Linked DNA regions of Mus musculus: all the other regions are linked to region 1. A link is a contact called in public Hi-C and HiChIP or PLAC-seq data. All regions are on one chromosome and are shown on one strand. The core of a region is the stretch at or near the end of the contact, and the rest is flanking DNA. Distances in the headings are between cores, read along the strand shown.

The links. Hi-C and Micro-C count contacts between places; a contact is called where the count stands out from the background. HiChIP or PLAC-seq counts read pairs in DNA pulled down with a chosen protein or histone mark.
Region 2: an H3K27ac HiChIP or PLAC-seq map of VIP interneurons shows a contact between it and region 1, with 15 times the contacts expected there. The contact joins two enhancer-like sites. A contact is called at or near these places in 1 of 484 Hi-C or Micro-C datasets (bone marrow-derived macrophages) and 1 of 115 datasets of contacts at active chromatin or transcription factors (VIP interneurons).
Region 3: a Hi-C map of the N1E-115 cell line shows a contact between it and region 1, with 3 times the contacts expected there. The contact joins two enhancer-like sites. A contact is called at or near these places in 1 of 15 datasets of contacts at CTCF or cohesin (large pre-B cells), 2 of 484 Hi-C or Micro-C datasets (the N1E-115 cell line and adipose-derived mesenchymal stem cells) and 8 of 115 datasets of contacts at active chromatin or transcription factors (CD8 T cells, acute myeloid leukemia, astrocytes and 4 more).

What each region holds. Positions count from the first base shown.
Region 1 is chr12:16,260,001-16,263,453 of GRCm38.p6, forward strand. No RefSeq gene overlaps it. Among named protein-coding and RNA genes, the nearest start is that of Gm36372, 29 kb to the left of the region's middle. Within about 2 kb of position 1,516, at least 36 of the 459 cell types and tissues checked have an H3K27ac peak or open chromatin away from gene starts, as enhancers often do. A contact at or near this core is called in the N1E-115 cell line, VIP interneurons and oligodendrocyte precursor cells, where this site is marked.
Region 2 is chr12:15,770,213-15,773,665 of GRCm38.p6, forward strand. No RefSeq gene overlaps it. Among named protein-coding and RNA genes, the nearest start is that of Mir6387, 29 kb to the right of the region's middle. Within about 2 kb of position 1,544, at least 14 of the 459 cell types and tissues checked have an H3K27ac peak or open chromatin away from gene starts, as enhancers often do. A contact at or near this core is called in VIP interneurons, where this site is marked.
Region 3 is chr12:16,530,525-16,533,977 of GRCm38.p6, forward strand. No RefSeq gene overlaps it. Among named protein-coding and RNA genes, the nearest start is that of Lpin1, 58 kb to the right of the region's middle. Within about 2 kb of position 1,652, at least 209 of the 459 cell types and tissues checked have an H3K27ac peak or open chromatin away from gene starts, as enhancers often do. A contact at or near this core is called in the N1E-115 cell line and oligodendrocyte precursor cells, where this site is marked.

The sequences.
Region 1 (3,453 bases), core at 266-2,765:
ATCCCAAAATGCATCAGAATGCCATTTGTGCTCTACAGAATGCCACCCCACCTGCAAGGACTTATAACCAAAAGACTGAAGAGCCTAAACTGGACTCTTGTCTTTCTAAAGAGAAAGAAGTATGACAGGAAAGTACACTCTACACAAACAAGCCAATGTTGTCATGCAAACCACAAAGGAAATCACTTGATCCATTGTTCCCATCCTGCCATTCAGCCTGAGACAAGTCAATGATAAACATGAAGGCAAGAGAGAATGTTCTGGAAAACATAGAACCCATCTTTAAATCAAGTAAGTGTTACTCCTAAAACAACTCACATCTCCAGCCTTACAATGCCTCTTGCATGCCTGTCTGCAGAACCAGTTTGTGGTCCTCCCTCTGCTTTGTCCCCTGTGGAGACCAGAAAAGAATGACCTAGTCAATGCAGAGTATGCCATTGCTCCAAATCTCTATAACCAAGAGTTCCAGAAAGCCAGAGACGGAGACACCTAATCCTTCCAATAGCTGAAGAATTGTGTCTTGGGCCTTAGATGCTGTGTTCCAGGGATCTGTTTGGTCCAACAGAAATCTTCCTTGGCTGACTAAAGAAAGAGAGAGGCTGAGTCTCATCTAGGTGATTGGCAAGGGAGACATATGTTGTTCCCCACATGTGTTCACACCATTCAGGCTTTCAGCTGGGAGCAGCCCCAACAGTAAGAACATATCCAAACAAGCATCATAGAGCCTGCCTGGGGCTGTGCAGCCAACAACCTGACTGGGAATGAATGAGATTGCTCCTAGCAGAGTTCCAAGCTGGAAGGAATCATTAAAACGGTGGCTACTATTTCTCTGCAGAAAAAAGAGACTCAGTCGGGGTCATTCTAAAATAGCCTTTGCAGAGACATCTGTTCTGGTGGCATCTCCACTCAAGCAAGTATGCAATGCTCTCGTTTCCAGTGAAACTGATCAACGGGTGTTTGCATGCAGAACAGTGCATTTTCATAGCAAATGCCTGGCGTGTTTGCAAATACTAAATGATTCGGGTGGGGTGGGCTGGTGAGTGTGTCCTGTCAATGTCGATCTAATGGCCTTCTTGTGAAGCTTCAGGCCAAGCTGAGGTGACTGGAGGGACTCTAATGAAACTGATAATATCTCTGGCTTGGCTAGAAGATGACTCACCAGCCAGAGACTCATTAGCACAGGGTCACCCGGGAACTGAGAGGTTCCTTTCAGAGCAGGAGGCACAGATATCCAGCACACTGCTTGCATTTCAATGACTCTCTCTCACGGAGGAGAAGCTGGCTTCGCTAAACCAGGAATGCACATCCTCAAAAAAGAAGAATGATTGCTGCTAATTAGGGATAATTTTAAGACTCTCCGACAAAACGCAGGTGGAATTCTTTCAATTCATTTGCCTTTGAGTTAGTTCTGAAGTGCTGGCTGCTGTCCAACAAGTATCTACAGTTCCTATGAATTCATAAGGATCCAGGGCTTCAGCACAAAGTCCAGCTGAGCAGTCAGTGGTCACCTTAGTAACATCAGTGTCCTGGCTGTGTTTATGTACAATTATCATGGTGTCAGATACACCAGCCAGAGAACCGTACTGATGATAAAAGACAAAACTGGCCTTTTGCTGGTAGAAATGAGTGGCACTCTTGCCCGAGTAGAGCCAGCTGTCTAGGGCAGTTCACGCTCACCATGTGATAGACACTAACATTTGGGGACCATCCTCCTTCAACGACCTGGTGTCTCATTTTTCCCTCCTGTCTTGATTCCAAGTTTTTCTTCCCAACTATGCTTTATCTACCTGGTTACTGCCTAGATTCCATGTACTTCTTTTGCCTTATATGTTATCAGTCCCCATTTCTCTACTGATGAGTCTCCTTTCTACCCTTCATCTTTCCCATCCATCCAGACCCATCCTTTTCCAAGCTCAGATGCCACAGGGCCAAGAGCCTGCCCAAAGCACAATTTGATATAGGGTCTCACAATGAGTACCTAACCTTCTGCTTTTATGTTTGAAAAATTTCATTAATTGTGGGGAGGGGCAGGGTATATGTTATGAGTACCAAAAGAGGCAGATCCCTAGTGTAACAATGTATTCTGGCCTGCCCAATGAGGGTGCTTATAGAAGAACTTGGGTCCTGTGCAGAAGTAGCACCACGCACTCTTATTTACTGTTTTCTTGGTTTTATCCTTGTTTTTTATTGGTCTATTTGTTCTCTAAAAAGAGAGAGAGAAGGAAGTTGTGGAGTTAGGTGGGCAAGGAGGTTGAAAAGATCTAAGAGGAAACAAGAGAGCTGAAATCATGATCAGAATAGATAGTAGGAAAATATTATTTGTGTGTGTGTGTGTTTGTAAGAGAGAGGGGGATCTTTCTTGCCACAGTCCTTGTCCCAGTAGTTACAAGGTACTAAGTGACCCGTGCTATCTGTGCCTTCAGTCTGTTGAATTGGGAAAAAATAAAGATAAAAGTAATTGAGAGGAAAGGAGGAGGAGCAAGAACAACAAAAAACAAGAAATAACAGCAATGAAGGAACCGTGGTGGGGGAGATCATGTAGGTAAACGATAGATGACAGACAGATAGATTATAGGCAGATGATTGATCATGGATGGATAGATAGATAGACAGACAGACAGTCACTAGCATCCAGAGCTCTAAAAACGTGAACACTCTCTGTGCCCTCCTCTGATCTCCCTGAACTCAGACTACCATCCAGGTAAGGCAGTGGGCACCATCCTCTCTTTGGCATATGGTAAACACAACCTTCCCTATTTCCCACACTCACTTTCTCCACAAATGTGAACCCATTTCTACCTCTATTTGCTTAGAAATCAGTATCAGATGCAAAATGTTTTTTCTGTAATTATTCTTAAGTAGTATTTCTATTGTACACAGTGGGAAAATTACCTTCCTCATATTTTCCAATGCAGGCAAGCGATACAACATGAATCCCCTCTCAAGTGTCTTACCAGCAATGTTCCGAATGATGACTGCACTAGGGTTTTTCTGAGTACTTACCACTGGTCATGTTTGTCTAAGATAGTCACTTCCCAGAGGAGACATTAGAATGTCACACAGAATCCATAGTTTGTTCATTCCACAGCAATAAAAACATGTTCTCTTAAAAATAGCTCTAATGTTCAAAGCAACTTTCTCATCAGAGCAGGAGGACAAATTAAGAGCTGTCATGATCTAAGTAAAAGGAAGGATTTTAGTCCCTGAAATTTCATGTTTTGAAGACTTACTGCCCAGATTTATATATTGAATGGTATTTGCCATTGGGACACCAGGCAGTGATTAGGATTGAGGGCCTCAGAGTGGGACCTCCTAATAGTATTTGTGGCTTTATAAAATTGAGTGAACACACTAGCCTTACCTCACCATGCCATTGGGGATATGACGACACAACAAAGCCCTTACAGGACACTCTAGGACTTTCAGCCTCCAGAACCATGAGCTAAATCAGTG
Region 2 (3,453 bases), core at 294-2,793, 490 kb before region 1:
GGGATCACGATTCTTGTTCAAGGTAAAAGGGATATATGTGGAGACAGTCTTTCAGTTGTCAGTTCTGAGGTAGTCTCAGGCATCACCTGGTGAGAGACAAGGAGTGTGCTAGAGACTTACCCAAACTGATTTTGAGAGCAGACACACTCTTAAGATCACCACCCACTAACCATCAATCCACTAAGTCCATTCATTCGAACAGCATCCTCATGGCCTTTTGCATATCCTAACTGATACCCTCTCTTAATCTCTCATAATGGGGATTAAGTTTCATATAAATTTCAAGGAAAAGAATCCATGGTCAAACCATGGTAGTTATCAGGTAATCCATGTCCATCAATTTAAGGAGAAAGTATGTACAGACTATGTGGTCTTCTCATCTGCATGTGTATGCTCATGTTCTCTTTCTAGAATACTAATCTGTCATTCTCTGTAATCATACTAAGACTGTCAATCAACATGCTCTGTCCTTCCCCTCAGGAGTTGACACTAGAACACTAACTTGACAGTAAGAGTGTGACGATACCCTTATCTGCTATGATTTGTGCAGTGACAAGGAAGGAGCCAAGAGGAAATGACAATAGTTTTATGTGGAATTGCTATATAGACATAAGGGCACAAAATGCTTCTGGAAGGCTGTGTAAATCTAAAACTGTCAGCAACTAAAAGCTGATTATCATTACTAATGGCATGTGAGTATCAGCAAAAGGATGAATGGAAGAGAAAAAAGAAGAGAGAGAAAATCAAGTCATGTTTATTTAAGTCCTGCATTTGCATATACTTACTTACTTGGTGATAAAGAATTGGCCCTTTCTTCATAAAAGAGACCAAAGCTAGACTAATCCAAAATTGTCCAGTACATTTTATTGCTTGTATTAATGGTATCTGAGGTTTTTGTGCTTACAGCTGAGCATCTCCTGAACAATGCAAGAAAGTCCAACAAGGTCTTGTCTGCAAAGAAAATCTTACATGCAATCTCTATGTAGAGGCAAAACAGGACTATTGTGATTGACAGGGAGGCAGGCTTGGAGAAAGTAAACCAAGCTTGATCCCTTCTATATCCTCAAATTAGAACTTGAGACATTTCTGTAGGACCCTAGTATTTAAAGAAGCAGTTACAAAACCATCTGCGGACCCTACTGAAGACTCAGTTAGGACAAAGTGGGTATCTACTTCATCTGTCTGATTTTCCTTGATCTTTTCCTTATCACAGTAGCTGCATGTAAATGCACAGATGCTTTGTGAATGATGAAGCAATTTTCTTGGTGTCTTCCCAACTAAGTACCGTGCTTCTTTTCTTAAAACCAATTTCCAGAGTTACTAAGAGGAATACTTATAATAGGTAGCCTGGCTCCCTTTGCCTCTTGTTCCTTCAATATTCTGTAATTGACTTTCTCATTTAGTAGAATCTATATAAGATTGGAATTAGGAGAGCTGTTCATCAGACCCAGCTCTATTAAATCCCTCTCTTCTTGGCTATCCATCTCCCCGCTGGTGATGAAGGGGTTGAGCTGGGTGAGACTGAGAGCCCGTCCAAGTCTATCATTCCATGGCTCATATAGAGCAGGATATTGATGACTCACTTAGCAGATAAACAAGTTCTCCCCATGTGCAGTCTGCTAAAATAATGAGCGGAACTCTTTCTAAACAGAAAAAAATTTTCACACCCGACAGAGTCCAAAACCTCTGAGGTTTAAACAAGGGGAGCTTAATGCTAAGCAGATGAATCCTCTACAATAACATGGCAACACTTCTTGGCAAGCCATGTTCTCTTATGATCTCTCCTGAGCGGCTTGGCTGTTTTGTACAGGGACACCTGAGGTCGGCTCCAGCCCTTGCCCTGTCCTTACCCATCCCAGCACACCCTTTGCATTTTGCTGCAGAACATCCCACTGAGTACAAGAAACAAAAGCCTCCTTTCCAAATGTCCCCCAGAGAGACTGTAAAGTCAACTGTGGTCATTTTGTAATTATGCTTCCTTTTCACTGCTTTAAGCAAATATCTGTCCCAAAGGTTCCTAGAATTTGGACAATGGACAGAAATAACAATAGCTGTCACATCTCTTGCCTATCCCATGAACATACATCAGCATAAGCACATGAGGTAGACAATATCCATAAGTGAAAGGATATAGAACTGAAACATAGAAAAGTATCTTGCCTAATATTCAACTTCAAGGAAATAGATCCAGAGTCCAAACCTGGAAGCATCTTCCTCTATTTTGTTGCTTTTTATGGTGGAAGGGTTAGGAATCTTCCAGAGTCTGGAGTTTCCCATTGAAATCCCTCTCCTAACATCATTTCTTGGTCAGGGTTTCAGTGTGTTCATTTGGCTGCTAGGCACATAAAGCTAAAACCTGAACCTTTCACAACTGAGATTCTATCTAGAGGTATTTGTTCTTCTTTGGTTTATATGAGAAAACAAACAGGATTTGTTTGATTTTGTTTCACAATAAGACTATTCTCTCAAAATGCTATGGTGCAGACCATGTAAACTGTGAGTTTTGCTGCCAGTGAGTTACTGTAGTATACCTAGGACCCATTAGGAAAGTGGGCCCTAGAGGACAAAGTTCCATTAAAAGTTCTCAAAGGAGAAGGGGAGCAGGGATGAGCTGTGTGTATGGAGGACTGGGAGGATGGGTGGGGGCTGATATTGGGATGTAAACTGAATGAATAAATAAATAAATTGATAAAAATATATAATTTAACGAATAGTTCACAATCTCTGAGCTGAGATGGAGCCTTACCAACTGTCCTTCAATGGACCTTTCTCATTTGCACAGAACTCAAGGCAGAGATACTGCACTCAGCAAACTCAACAGCAAGAGCCACACAAAACCCCTTCAGGCACATAATTTAACCTTAGAAAATTAATGAAGGCTCCCATCTAGAGGCAGTGTGCCTTAGCAATCACACTGGTCCCCACAGAACAGTTTTCTTTTGTTAAGCTCATATATTCACTGCCATGTTGTGCTGTCAAATTGAATGTAGAGAGCAAGCTCTGTAAGACCTTGAAGGGATGCTAAGACACAATGAGGCAAAATCTATAGCTATGTCTCTAAAAGGATCAATTCCAAGGACATCTGGTCATGTCACTGTGCTCTGTAAAGACTGAGAACATTCCTGGGGGACCTTTAAGTTTAATGACGAAACCGTATGTTTTTCTCTGACTGAGGGACAGTTTTCATTCGCTCAGACATGGTGCATGTCACAACCAATTGTGTTTAGCTTCGAGTCACAGATGCCTGGACATAGTGTCATCTTCTATATGGCCACTTTCTGATACCTTTATGCAGCAGTGCCTCTCTTTGACTCAGACATTCTTACTCATCTTTCAGGACTCAGAGTCTTTCTCCACCTCAGCATGGACTTGATTAGGCCCCAGGACTCATCAGGCTTAGCAAAATCACAGGTAACTCAGAGAGTGTTGTGACTGTCCTTCAACTTCTGCAAT
Region 3 (3,453 bases), core at 402-2,901, 270 kb after region 1:
ATCATTGAGGGAAGTCAGGAAGGAATGTCTAGCAAGAACTTGAAGCAGACACCAGGATCGATGCTTCCTGGCTAGCTCTCTGGCTCACTTGGACTCATACTCAGCTAGATTTCCTTTGGTTTGTTTGTTTGTTTGTTTGTTTGCTTGCTTGCTTGCTTGCTTGTTTGTTTGTTTATTTAATGAAAGAAAGGGCCTCATCCAGGCATGGTGGTACACACCTTTAATCCCAACACTCAGGAGGCAGAAACAGGCAGATCTCTGGGAGTTCAAGGCCAACTTGGTCTACAACCCAGGCCCAGGGATAGAGCTACCCACAAAGAACTGGGTCCTTCTGCATCGGTGAATAATCAGGACAATCCCCCACAGTCATGCTCACAAGCCAATCTGTTCTGGGCAATTTCTCAGCTGGAGCTCTCCTCTCAGATGACTCTGGGCTGTGTCAAGTCGACCATTCAGGTTAACTTTAGAGTAAGCAGGAAGCCCCTCTCTCATCTTCAAGGTATCAGAGAGAGGAGGAATTACCCATCTTGGGCGGTCAAAGGAGATATTTAAAAGTCCCATGTCAACCTCAGATAGAAGCTAGTTCAACAGGAAGGTCAGGATTTGAGGCACTCGTCTCATATGCACAAGGCCCTGGGTTCCTTCCCCAGCACCAGACAGAAAATAAATCATAACTTCACCAACAGCAAGACACTCACATAAACATGGAATAACTGCTCATCCTCACTCTTAAAAGGTCAGTGTTTAATGACGATGACTGTCCTCCCTGCACAGAAGTTGAAAGAATCAAGGTGAGAAGTGAAACATCAAAGGCATCTCTTCTAAATCCAAATGTACCGTTTCTCAAGCCCACATCAGCTTTCCAGAATGTAGTAAGTACTAATGCTAACTGGAACTCTGACTACGGCTTTAGCTGCACTTAGTTCTAAGTGCATTTGGGCTTTACTAATGCTGAAGAGACTAGGGTTGTGCACAAAAAGAATTAAAGCAGAAAAACACGTTGGCTGGCTAGAGTAGTTGGCTACCATGAGTGAGGCCCTTAGTTCAATTTCCAGCACTGCTGTATGCCTGTAATGGAGGTGGTGGCAAGCAGGAAGATCCAAAAGTCAAGGCTGTCCTCAGTCACATAGCATGTTACAGCTCAAAATAACAGTAACATTTTGGGCTGCATATACATATATATATGTGTGTGTGTGTGTGTGTGTGTGTGTGTGTGTGTGTGTGTGTGTGTGTACACATACACGCTTCAGAGGACCTAAGCTTGATTCCCAGCAGTCACATTGGATCACTCAAAATCACACGTGACTCCAGTTCCAGGGGCATCCAGTCCCCTCTCCTGGCATCCACAGGCACCAGGCACACTCATGGTACTTACATACAAGCAGTCAAAATACTCATACACATAAATCGCTTTACAACTAACAGGGGTGGTGATAACTTGGTTCAGCTCCACAACATTTTGAAGATGAGTCTTTAAACTTGAGAAAACTGCCCTGTAGAATTTGCCCGCTTAGCCTTTGCTGGCTTATCCGAAGAAATAAATGTATAGAGAGCCCGTGAATTGGCCACTGGGGAAGAGCCTGATGAAATACACGTTGTTATTCAACCAATCCTATTACCATCATTATTTCCATGCTGCCTGGTAGACAGAACCCAAACTTCAGTCCAGATCTGAGTCACTTTCAGTCAGCTAAGGGATGGATCACCCAATCAGCTAATGCTGGGGGGTTGGTTTGATTTGGGGGGTTTTTTTTGTTGTTTTTTTGTTTGTTTTTTGTTTTTAGATAATCCTGAAAAATGGATCAAGATGACAAAGAACATTCTGGAAAGAAAGCACAAAGTCCTGAAATGAAAATATAACCCATTTCTTCTCAGCTTGGCTCTGCAGACCATCTCAGAAAAGGATGTTTTTACAGAGCAGAAACGTGACTGGCTGCACCTCCATTTACACTTCTTTGTTACAAAATGCATGTGACTTGTTGGGGTTCCAGCCTCGGGAGAAATCGGAGGCACTGGTGGTTACTTTCCGAAGTGAAACTTCCAACCACAACCTCCGGTGCACAAAAGGCGGAGTGAGTCACAGGAAGAGGCCACTTGCTTGCAAAATGCATTAAAAGTAATGCAGGCTGAATGGACTTCCTGCACCAATGAACAGATAGCTGGCATCGGGACAGGCTCCTCGAGGCTCCCAAACATTTCGGGGAGGACGAGACCATTAGAAATCTGGGCACATCCACCTCTACCCTGTTCCCTGCGTTCTCACTCTGCCCAGGCTGCCAGACCTGCTGTCTCCCAGGCCTGTGGCTCCCATCTGAGATTCCCCAGGAAGGCAGATCTGACTGGATGCTTCCACAGGGTCAGAAGGACACCTTGTGACTTAAGCAAGCACCTGTGGCTCGGTCTCCAAGATCCTTTAATACAAAGAGGTGAGGTGGTCTTTGTAGCAGCTTCTCCCGGTTTGAGCAAGTGGGGTGGAGCTGATGTGAGTCCTAGGCTGATAGCATTACAGCATTCCTGAGCTGGCCAGATGACAGACGTGAGCCCGGGCCTGGGCTGCAATGGTCCACAACATGTGAGTGCATCCGAACCCCATAGGACTTATTAAACTATTCTCGGAGGCCCACACCCACTGCTAGGGTCGGTAGGTCTAGGATAAGGTCCTAAACAATTTTATTTTTAACAAACTCCCAGGACAAACTCCCAGAACCTCCAGGGCCACAAAGAACAGATTTTAAATCTCAACAGACTGGCCTCCAAAGCTCACTTAAAGATTTGGGCCTCGGATTGAGCTCATCCAAGGGACATCCGCACTGAAACAGTCCCCTGAAGAAACTCCCCTGCCTCCACACAAATCCAACCCACAACCTGGCTGGTCTCCAAGCCTGGGACCACAGGGAAAGGCCTTTGTCAAAGCAGAGGCTGTTTTGAAAGGCTATTCGGTCAAACAAGAACCAACTGTGCCCCCCTGTGGCCACCGGCTTTCACTGACTTCCAGGATCAGCTTCTCTGGTCAGACTCTGCTTCCCTTTGGGGACCAAGCCTGGCTGTACCACAAGTGATAGCAATTATCCTCTTTGGTGCTACAGGATAAAAAGAGAGGTTACAAATGTAAAGTCTATCCTGGGGTGTAGAGCATGGACTTGCCTAGCATGCATGAAGCCCTGGTTCAATTCCCAGTACCAAATAAAAGACACTCATTGTGGCACATGCGTGCAATCCCAGCACTGGGGGTGGGGGTGGGGTGGCAGTAATGATCTAATTCAAAGTCATCCTTGACTATAGTGTTTCAGGCTATCCTCATGAGTCTGTCGGAGACACTGATGCTGCGAAGATAGCTCAGTGGATAAAGCACTTGCCAAACAAGTGAGGGGCCCAGCATTGAAATCCCCAGAACCCACAAAAAATTCAGATGTGGTGGTCACCTATAATCCTTGCAACTCACAAATCAGAAAT